Regions from separate parts of the Anser cygnoides genome. Here region 1 is linked to region 2. The links are chromatin contacts, called in public Hi-C maps. All regions are on one chromosome and are shown on one strand. Each heading gives the region's core, a stretch centred on a gene start, on an enhancer-like site or on the middle of the called end of the contact. The rest is flanking DNA. Distances are from core to core; before and after follow the strand shown.

Region 1 (5,276 bases), core at 2,249-4,748, 71 kb after region 2:
GGGAAGGGGCCGACAGCAGGATTTCGATGTCTTGTGCGCAAACAAAGGGGGAGGAAGAGACCTCTCAGATAATCGGCACAAAAATGCTCTTGACCTTTTTAGCACCGGTGCCAAGAATGAAACTGATAAAAACCCCTGGAGCCGATCTCTACCTCATTACTGGACTTGTGCCAGGCTGAGCTTGGAAATTTGGCTTGCGTGCTCGTGTGCGAGGATGTCCCCTGCACAAAGCTTCCACTGAACGTACACCAGGAATCAACGGCGGGGCCGCTGCTGCCTTCCTTCTGGCACACCTAATCCTCCTCCAAGCCTCTTTTGCCCACCTAGACATCCCTTGCACACGCTCGAGGCTCAAGGTCTTTGAAGTATTAGGGCTGCGACGGTGCAAACCAGGATCCCAACGAGCAGCCTCCCCCTAAAGAGTTAAAAGGGAGAGTTCTGCTAATACTTAAGCGTTACAAATCTTCTCGGTTAAAATAAATTATTCAGGAGATGTCATCCTCCCATCAGCACCATCTGAGCTACATTTGTAATAGTTCTGTGCGCTGAACACTTTCTGTCATAATATCAGGGACACCGAGCCTGCAAGACGGAGAAGGGGGAAAGGCATGCACACGATGAGACATGAAAGCCAAAGCTGCTCTCCCCTAATTGCTGTGAAACACATGCTGCCCACGGCAGAGGAGACATCAGTGGTGTCCGTTGTGGTACAGATGAGTAAAACAAGCAGGAATAACGCACTGGCTTTGGGAACTGCAGAACCTTCTTCCTTATTCTCTCGTAGATCCATTACCCTACCTGATGGGTAATTTACCTACAGCTTCCACGTCCTCATTTACTACAAATAAATGCATGCTGTGACTCCCCCAGATTTTTCCAGACATCAGTTTTAAATCAGGACCCACCCTCAAGGTGGCACGGACATATACTTACTAAGGAAGTGTCGACTCTCTTGTATCGAAGAATGGCAATGAAACCAGGAAGCATTTCGCTTTGCCCCAGGACATTAAAATATCAACCCAGCTGCCCGTGTATTCATTTATGTGCTCAAATCACACACCAAACGCAGAAAACAAACGTAAGCAAACGTGTTTATAAGCAACTAGAGGGAAACAAATCTGAGCTTAACATATAGGAGCACAGTGGTGCCCAAACTGCCCACGGACAATGCCAATACTCCAGGGCACAATGATAAAAGTCTTGCTTGCACTTGTAAATGTCTATGTCAAGATGCATGCCATGCTAATCTTTCCTTCTTGCCCCACAGAGCTCCTACACGCCCGGTCACGTCCACCTGTCCCAAAGCCCAAAGAGTAGGACCAGGTTTCCCCCAAGGAAGCTGTGTGGGGCAACGCAGCCTGAGCAGTGAGAGATGGCTGTTGGGACCAGTAAGGCAGCATATGGAAGGGAGGACCAAGATTTAGCAGAGGTTATGGAAAAAAAACAACCTCTTGCTCAACCCTGGCCCTGCGCTCAGAGGTAAAGACAAGCAAAAGGTGTGAAAAGGGCCTGCCAACACACCCACTGCTCACCCGGGCATCTCCGTGGGCCTCGGGAGAGTTCTGCAAGGCGAAACAGCGCTGCGGTCAGCTACGAGTGGGCTCGGTGCCTGCACAGCCAGCAAAGAAAAGCCATACATGTCCGGGCTGGAATGAAGAAAATTCAACTGCAAATACGCTGAAGTATCGCTTGCAGAAGTCAAGTCCCCCTAGGGAACGGCAGAAGGAACGCCTGCCAACGGGGTGACTTCTGTGACTTGAGGGTGTGTCCAGAAAAAAACGGAGCAAAGCCACCAAGCTGAGGGCGTGCAGAAAGCACACCAGAGCCTGGTCGTGCCATCAGAGGCGAGGACTCTCCCTGCCATGTGAAAAAGAGAACAGCAGCACTCACGCTACAAGCAGACCCCTGCTGCTTCCGCAAGACTTTTGATTTACGCCTCTTCCCCCAGCTGTTAAACAGGTTAACTCCCCTCACCTCCGGCAGATAGGCTTCACCTGCCACTGCTCCGGAGCTCCTTTGCTGCTGGAGCACCCTTGTTTCCTAAGCTTGGCTGCGAGCCCGGGGTCAGGGGCAGCACGCTTCGTACGGGACCATCGGCATCCTGGGGAGACGCCACCCAACGGCACTCGCAAAGGACGCGAGCGCAGGCTGGAAGCCAGCTGTTGTGGGGAAGCACCTACGGGAGAATACTTGGAGAAATCAGGGCAATGAGGAAAACAGGAAGCCGGAGCCTGTTTGCCCAAGGACGGTGATGAACAGAGCCTAAAATTCTAACGTACAACGGACATCCAGGCAAGACGTGCCACGAGGAGGAACATCTGCAGCAATATCTCTGTGTGGGCACCTGGTGGGGGTGAGGAGCCCTCGTCACATCGCATCTGGGGCGAGCGGGGCTGCGGCACCAGGAGGAGAAGCGGAGCAAGGAGGATGAGGAGGCAGCGGGGCAGCCAGCTGCTATTTCTGGCTACCGGAGGTACCGGGGAGGTCACTTCCCCTCCGTGCCTCCCGCTCGCCCCGTGGAAAAATAAGTTTGTCATCTGAGATTCACGAAGTAAACACCCGTCTCTTCCCGAAGCACCGTGCAGGGGATCAGCACCGAGATCCACCGGGAGGAATTAATTCCGTGCAGGTTTGCCGTTTGTACGGCCGCTGCGATCCCAACGGAGCAGGCACGAAGAGCTGGTGCTGCTGTCATTAATGTCAGCCTTCTGTAACCCCCCCCTCCCAGCCTTTCTGTGAAAAGGCTGAAATGCCGGAGTTTGAAACCTCACAGGAAGTCTGGCAATGTAAAAATAGCCCCTCTTTTCAGAAAAACAAACGTGACACGAGATGCCACTGTGAAGAATGGCTTGGGAAAGAGCTGCTTTACAAAGCCCTTGGCCCAAAAACCTGGGCAAGGCTGCGCGGCGCTTGGTGCCCTCCGGAAAGCTGCTCTGTTCCTGTGCCCTGTCAAGTTAACGCATGTCCACTCGAGCCTCACTTGTTCCCCGAGAGGCTGAAAAAGAGCTCTGGGTATTTCCAGACCTGGTCTGTGTTAACTCGGGCACGGTAGGAAAAAAAACAACCAGAAACCCAACCGTAGTGAAGCAGCCAGAGGTCCAAAAACACGGTGACCTTATGAATATCTAAGCCAGGTCCAACCCAGAGCAATTTGTTTTGTTTGGCAACACCCTGGCAGCGTCTGCACTGAGAATGCACGGCCTCTAATGTGGAACATGTGTTTGGTGAGAGTAACAAAGCACCTGGGCTGGAAAGTCGGGCCGGTCGATCCTCCTCCCTCCTCCTGGCAGCCTCAGAACTGGTTTGTTGCTCGGAGGGTCAAAGCGCGATCAAACAGGTGGGCTGGGAGGCTCGGGTGCTTTCTCCTGCTGCCTGTCCCCAGAAAGCAAACGTCAGAAGAAAAAAAGGATGGGTGGGAAAATGACCGGCAGCGGTGGAAGCGGCAGCAGCAGAGCTGTTAAATACAGCAAACCTGGGAACGCGTCCAAAATTCCCCGAGTGCCAGACCGAAGGCACCTGTGCGGCCGTTCCCTAACCGTGCAGCGCAGGGCACGGCACGAGGCGCGAGGTGTGCAGGCACGCTGGGAGCTCTGCGGCCAGCCAGGAGGCTTCTTTTTCATCTCCTGGCCTTTGCTCTGTCTTAACTGTGCTTTGAGACCACGGGCAGGCAGCTCCTGCTGGAGGCACAGCTCCCTGCTCCTCTCCCCTGCGAGAGGCACCCCAGCCTCTGCTGTGACGGTCACCTTAGGAAGCAAAGCCCCAGACACGGGACGATTGCAAAATTAAGCACAGAATTGCTCTCTACGTAGCTGCTAAGCTCTGAATAAGCATTAACAGCAGTCACTGATGACCCAGTGGGCAGTATTTTGGGGCTATATGAAACACTCTCACCTGCTTCAAGCCCACCACGTGGGTGGTGGCTGAGTGCAGGACGCCGAGGCCCCCGGCTGGGGCTGCCCCGGGCACTGAACTCCTTCCCAAGGACATGAGGCTGCCACCGCCATGGGAAGGGTTAAGGGAACTGGAGTCCCGTGCTTGTTTACCGTGCAAATTAGAGGTGGATAGTTTGCTGTGAACATGCTGATCGATATCTCCCAGCTGCCAGTTTAATCGGGACGAAGTGAGCGCCTATTAATCGTGCCCTTTTCCAACAACATTTAGCCACCATGTGAAAGCGTTTCCTCCATCGCAAACAAATTAACCTTGACAGCATCTCTCCAGATATTTTAAAGGGACTTAAAAAAAAAAGAAAGAAAACCCCAAACCAAAACGCTAGCAACAGGGGCCAAGACTAATAGCCTGGCTTGAATTCGAAGCCATGCTTTGCAGCGAGTAAACTGCAGGAGAAGGAAGTGGCCAGGGCTGCCGGCGGCTCGGCGTTCGCTCGGAGCACGCATGGGATGGCTCAGAGCACCACGCCAGGTGTCAAGATGAAGGCTTGTCGTGCATTTTGGAAAGCCACCTTTGAATTCCTCACCTCCCTGGGCTGCGGCGACGTAGCCAGCAGCAGAGGCATCGCCTTGTCGGGAGAGGTTTGGCTCCTCGGGCAGTTTTACAGCTCGGGAGGCAAATCCTGCAAGCCTCGAGCACCCACCCCTCCTGACAAACTTCAGGAAATATTTTAAGATTCCAATTCGCGTGGTTTTCGGCTCACCTGCGGGCACTGAATATGTATATACGTACAAAGTATTCCGCTTGTGAAACGCATGCACCTTTGGTGCTGAAATAATTCAGGTCGCTGGGGCTCGCGGGGATTAAACCTCCGGGCTGGAAATGAAACGTGCCTGCAGATCTGCAAACAAACGATCGTAGAGAGGGGAGGAACAGCTCTGGAGAGCCAGCTTCTGCTGTTTTGTCCTCTTTGTGCTAAAAGTCTCTTATTTTCCTCCGTGGGTGAGTCATGGAGGAAGAGGACACAGCCTAGGACGTGGAGGAGCTCTGTGACAGCCCTTTCTCTCGGCTGTTCTGCCCACTGCAAAGGCACCACAAGTCCTCTGAAGAAAGGACGAGAGAGGGGCTGGACTTTCCTTCCACGCTTCCTCTGAAATCACACTTGGCAGGGCAGCCCCAGCCCGCTGAAAGAGCACAGGAATGTGCATGGCAAGAGCCGCACTCGGGTTGGACCTCGCGGGGCGTTTCGAAGCCATCTGGGCTCTGGTTTAGCTTTCCAGATAAGCTCCAAACGAAAAGCCAGCCCCTGACCGGCGGGTTCAGCTTGGAGTCCACAGCAGAGGAGCGGCTGAAGGACGCACTCGTTGAACTGTGCTGCTCCCAGG
Region 2 (5,827 bases), core at 2,097-4,596:
GCGTGCGCTGTGGAGGAGTTGCCGCACAGAACCAGCTGGGCTGGCGCCTTTGGAGACTTCACTTGTGTTTAAGCAAGGGAAAGGTTTCTCTGCTGGGGAAGCACATCCGTGACTACAAATGGAGACGCTCTCTCCTGTAATTTGCATCCAAACTGGCTCTGCTCTGCGAAGATGCCTGCTGCAGGCCGTGGCAGCTGTGGGGCCGAAGGGTCAAAGGCCCGAAGGGGCAAACGAGGCGACGAACTGACACCGCAGCGACGGGGCTCTGATGCCCCTGAGGCCAGGCAAGGGGCTGGCACCGGGCCTGGCAGCTTCTCTGGAGTTATTTTTACGTGAGGATGGGTTCTTGAATAGCTTTTCTGCTGCATTAGGCACAGCATGCCTTGCTTCGTGGCTGACACTGGCTTCTGTGTGCTCCCGTGTTCCAGGAATGCACTGGCAGCACTGGAGCCGTCGTAAGGAAAATCCGCGTGTGCATCCCCTCTGCTGTGTCCGTCCTGCTGGGTTCCAGGGTGCCTGGTGAAAGACTGCCAAAACTTGTGTGATTTCATACCAGACAAAAACTTCCAGTAGGGTATTCAGCAACGTACAGCAAAATTTTCAGTGTTTTGGCGCTCGGATTGCTTTCCTAGTCTTGGCACACTGAAAGGTAGAGAACACGCCTCGCTACAACAATAACTGCTTTAGTGTACGGACCCAGTAAGCGTTTTAGCACAGCGGATCGTCTCGTGTGAAATATGTGGAGAGCACATAGAAAATTAACGGGCTGGGGCTCTGCTGTGCCTTAAGACCTGCCTCCTTGGTGTTCCCACTGCTTGCTGCCTGCGCTGGGCTGAGAGGAGGGGAAGCTGGGGCTGAGCGTGTTCCTGCCCCTCTGTCTGTCCCAGTGGCACGGACACCTCCGGAGGGGATGGCTCCGCTGCATCGCTTGGCTGGAAGTGTGTCGAGCGTGACCTCACCCTGGTGGTAGCAGCTGGGTTGGAGAACAGCTCGCGGACAGCTGGGGCTTTCCGTGAAAGGGGATGAGGTGCTACAGCCTCGAGACAGCGGAGGGAAGGGAGGAACGCTGGTGTGTTTTATTTGACGTAAACACGGGGAAAGCCAACCCCTGGCTTAATTTCCATTAGTTAGGTAACAGTATAGCTTCAAACGAGCGGATTTTCTGGGTTACTGGAAATTAAACTGGGTGCTGTCAGGCAAACAACGTAGCTGCAAGGTAGCGTATAAATTCTGGATAACGGCAAGTGCCTAAGCCTGGCCTGGAAAGCTAATAAACACCAGTGAGAGAACAGCAACGAGCCTCGGCACAGCCGCTCAAACAGCCAAGTGCTGCTCATGGATAGTGTCGCATGTCAGGCAGAAGAATCTGGATTGATTTATTTATGGGAAGAATCGGCATTTATTAATTTGAAGTGTTGATAGGGTTGTGAACTGAAACCTTCCATGAGCAGCACGGACACGCAGGCACACACAAGCTGTTGCGTGTGTGCACAAGTAACCTGGGAAATAAAAGAGGGATTTTTAGGTTTGGTGCAAATCCCACCGTATGCCACATGTGGTAAGAACTCCCCTCCATATCACAGTGCTGTCTACATGTATTTAGGGTACCGGCTCTCCTCGCTCAGGCACGCTGAGCTAGAACATCCCGATTGTCTTACGGAGCCGTGCTTGCTCCTTGGGTACGGGATATTTGTTAAAATCCTTCTGCTTGCCTCTATTGAAGTTCTCTGACTTTCAGGACGTCTCCTGAACCCAGAGCGTGGCTTCTGCAGGTCTCCATTTGCTGTTGCTGCAGACCTTCAGCGGGTGGGCGTCCGTGCGCAGGCACCAGGCAGCCAAATCCTCCACCCCGGGAGAGAGGGGAGCGGTGCTCGTCCACCACACGTAGCGCTGCTGTACCTACGTCTTCCAGTGCCTTGGGCCCCAATATAACTTCAGGGGGCTCGTAGGGATTATTCACTTTTTTCCTACCCACAGCTTCCATCTACATCAGGCTTCGAGTCAGTGGGTAGTAAAGGCACTGACACCCAGAGCCGCAAATGAAATCAGCTCAGAGTTAAATGGTGTGAATTTACCATCCACAGTGCCTGAACTCCCAGGCCCTGTTCTTTAAAGCTTAAAAGTGATTTCTATTTCTTCCCCTTTTGACAAAGATCTCTTAGACTGTCACCACAGCAGGGACCTGTGGCCAGCTTTACATTTACATTTACCAAACAATGTCCCTGAGAATACCTCTGTAGAAAGCAGGTTTACACTCGGAGGCACGCTGCTGGCAGCCCACGGCCAGCTCATCTGCCTGACAGCACAGCAGATGAGAGGCAAAAAATGCTGGTTTTGGACCGAGCTGCGGAAGCAGCCAGAAAGCAACCTTCTGCTTGGTTCCTGGAGACCAACCCCGCGCTGCACAAGGCTGCCGCAGGGACGGATCCAATTATGCCGCGAGCGCAAGTACTGAAATGCTCAGCTGGGAATCACATAAAAACCATTTTCAAACTCGATTCCCAAAGTTCTGGCAAAGGAGCTTCATCTTCCTTGTTACCGGTCTGAACAGGCGATAAGGAAGGCGAGCGGCGTAGGAGGACGGAGGAGCCTGATGCAAAAGCCTCTTCGTGTCGCCATCCCTTCCTCCTGCTCCTGATGTGTGTGCCGAGCGGCAAGCCACCTGCCTTGAGGGAAGCTTCTCCCTTCTCTTCTGCTTCTTCTGCTCGTCTCCTTTCTTCTTCATTACCTCAAATACCGACAGTTCTCCTTGATGCTTATCGGGTGCCCGTGGCCGTGCCCTCGGAGGCGTACCCGTCCCCTCGCCCTCGGCACTCACCACGTCCTGCTGGTAGGCGCGAGGCCCCGATCCCCCTTCCCGACAAGATCTGTGCTGGCTGCCGGCGTGCAATCAAGAGGAATATTGAGGCTCTGCTTCGCGACGGGGCCCACATCCTCCCTGGGGCTGTCAGGCAGCGGCCTCGCTCCCTCTCCACAAAGCCTGCGTGTCACCGGGGATGGGGGGAAGATGTCGGCGCGGCTTGCTCCCGAGGGCCGGCTGCTGAGCCGAACCGAGCCGAGCCAAAACAAACCAAACCGAGCCAGGCCAGGCCGGGCAGACCCGTCCCAGCGGGCTGCCGATGGCCGCAGCCCCGTGAGCCCGGCTTTCCGCCGGCCCTGCGCTGTCCAGCGCCTCTCCCCCGAGGAGGAGCGGCGCCAGCAGGAGGCAGCCTCGGCCGCCTCCGGGGCAGCCGGGGCCGGTGCGGGGCTCCCGGGGCGCTGCGGGGAGCGGGGCCCGAGCTGTGCCCGCTCCCCCCCCCCCCCCCCCCCCCCGGGGGATGGCCCCGGGCCCGGGCTCCGCAGCGGGGGGCGGCGGGCGCGGAGCCCCCCGCAAGGTGCGGGCAGGGCCCTGCCTGGGCGGCCGGCGCCGGGCCCCGCTCAGGAAGTGACAAGCGCATTTCCTCCCTCCTCCTCCTCCTCCTCCTCCTCCTCCTCCTCCTCCTCCTCTCCCCGCCAGGAGGGAGCGCGGCTCGGAGCGGCGCCCACAGCCGGCCCGGCCGGGCCGCGCCGCCGCCACGGTAAGAGCCGGGCCGGGCCGGGGGGCGCACAAAGGGCGGGGCGGCGGGGGAGGGGGGGGGGGACACCTGGAGGGGACCGTGGGGACACCGAGGGGACCGGGGGGGACACGGGGGGACCCTGCCCGCAGCCTCGGCTCCCGGGGGAAGGCGGCGGCACGGCCGGGCGGGGGCCGCGGCGCGGCGCTGGGGATGCCCGGGGGGGGCTTCGTAAGCCCCGCGTGTGCAGGGCCGGCTTCTGCGGCTCCCCACGCCCGCCTCAATTAATTAGGGTTGTTCATTAACCCCCCCCCGCCCGCCCCACCACGTGTGTGTCCCCCTCGGCGGGTGGCGAAGCTCCGGGACCCCCGCTCCAGCACCCCAGGGACCCGCACCCCGGCTCCCCGGGCCCCCCAGGATCCCCCCCCCCAGGACTCGGCTCGCTCCGTAAGGCCTGCGGGCACCCATCCTGCAGCCGCACAGCCCCGTCCCCCGGCGCTGGGCAGCCGGGGCGCTCAGCCCTGAGCCAGGAGCTGTGCCCCGACAGCGGGCCTGGCGTGCAGGTGGCTGGGCACCACGAGATCCCCGGCCGGGCACCACGAGATCCCCGGCCGCAACGGTGCGTGCTGCCTTCCCCTCGGGTCCCCCGAGCGATGCCAGGGTGGACGGCCACGGCGTAAAGCTCCCCCCACGGGCTGCCGAGGTGGCCCCGGCTCGCAAGCAGGCTGCGGAGGCACCGCAGGCTCAGGAGCATCCCTGCTGCAGCTCCTCCTTGCCCACACGCGCCGGCGGCCCCGGCCCTGCTCGGCATCCCATGGGCTGCGCGGCACCGGCATCTCGGAGGCAGCTGAGCACCCCCGGCGTCACGCACGGTCCCCTCGGCCAGCCCGCGACGCCGCTTAGGACACGCACCGAGGCTTGGCAAGAGCGAGGAGGAAGACGGCGAGAAAAAGCGGCGAGAGGAAACCAGCCGAAGCCGTCGGCCGCGGGACTGCGCCCTTCTCACCTCCCCGGGAGGGCCGGGGACGTGTCACGCCGCGGGGCCCGCGCAGCCCGGCCGCCGTTTGGTCTTCGGTCCCCGCGTCCAGGCTCTGTGCTTCCAGGATCGACCCGGAGGAGGGAGGGAGGGACGGACGGACGGACGGGCGGCTCGGGGAGCGCCGCACGTGGCCAAGGTCTCGGCGAGCGGCTCCGGCTCCTGTTGCAGCGGGCGGCCGGCCGCTGGCAGGGCGAGCAGCGAGAGCCCAGCCTGCCGGCTCCAAAAGTTTGCCTTCGCGTGTAGGAGCGGGGTAAATCAGCGCAGGGCATAACGCGTTGCTGCGGACGGGATGCAGAGTCTTGTACGTGGAGATCAAGCAGACTGCGAGACAGATCCGGCATTGATTTAGGCTGGCTTTCAACTCTGGATGCATGAATTAATGAATAGGTGTGCGTAAATGTGCACGCATGCAAATAGGTGAACGTATACCAACATAAATCCCCAAATCTGCTGCAGTTAATTATGTGCAATTAATTCCTGCTACTATCAAAGGCTTGTTTCACTTTCAGCAGGCGTGCTGGCAGAACGAGGCGTGCAGCTTTTTGCCCAAACCCCTGTGTTTCGGCGTAGAACCCGTGCTGGGGGTGGGTAGGGGAGGTGATGGAGTGGGGACGAGGGGGGGTTTGTGCAGTTTGTCCGTTTTATGGCTGCCGGTCCACTTCTGATTTCTCAAGAACCAGTTGTGTGGCGTGAGGCTGTTCTATTTTCCCTTCTCGTAACGTACAGAGCTTCTGTTTTTGTCCGTCCCCGTCGGGGTGGACGTGCTTCGCGCTGTCCTTGTAAAAAATCGGGTAAAGAAGAGGACACCCCGGGCCGAAAGGCGCGATCCGGGCTGTGTTCCCGTCCCCCCGTGGTGTCACACGGCTCGCGGGAGCACTTTGCCGGGTCTGGTCCCCACGAGCTGGGGCACGGCAGGCGCTGGAGCAGCGGGGCTGGAGCAGGCGGAGGTGCCGGGACGCTCGCAGCCCTGGCACAGCCCAGCCTCCTCCCCGGCCCCGCGCTCACCCCGCCGCTCTCGTGGGGTGTACGTAGGTGCTCCTGCCTCGCTCCTCGGCCAAGCCGCCTGCGGCTGAGTTAATCACGCTTCTTTTCGCTCCTTTCCCTCCTGAAAGAGGGAGGTGGAGGAAGAGGAAGCAAGCCTGCCGGCGTGGGGAAGCGGCAGGCAAACAGGCGGGGGGGCCGCGCCTGCCGCGGGTCCCACACGTGCCAGCTGCGATGCTGCGGGTCGGGGCCGCGGTCACTGCTTTGGGGCTGT

Evidence for each region. A called contact is a pair of places that touch in the nucleus more often than the background predicts.
Region 1: a Hi-C map of fetal liver shows a contact between it and region 2, with 1.6 times the contacts expected there. The contact joins the enhancer-like site here to the promoter of FAM53B in region 2. A contact is called at or near these places in 4 of 7 Hi-C or Micro-C datasets (fetal liver, granulosa cells and liver).

What each region holds. Positions count from the first base shown.
Region 1 is chr7:4,002,658-4,007,933 of Taihu_goose_T2T_genome, forward strand. LHPP (phospholysine phosphohistidine inorganic pyrophosphate phosphatase) reads right to left here. Exons shown (of 9, transcript XR_010832731.1): 8 at 1,533-5,276. Among named protein-coding and RNA genes, the nearest start is that of LHPP, 66 kb to the right of the region's middle. Within about 2 kb of position 3,499, at least 2 of the 3 cell types and tissues checked have open chromatin away from gene starts, as enhancers often do. A contact at or near this core is called in fetal liver, where this site is marked.
Region 2 is chr7:3,931,701-3,937,527 of Taihu_goose_T2T_genome, forward strand. FAM53B (family with sequence similarity 53 member B) reads left to right here and starts at 3,347. Exons shown (of 6, transcript XM_067000351.1): 1 at 3,347-3,557.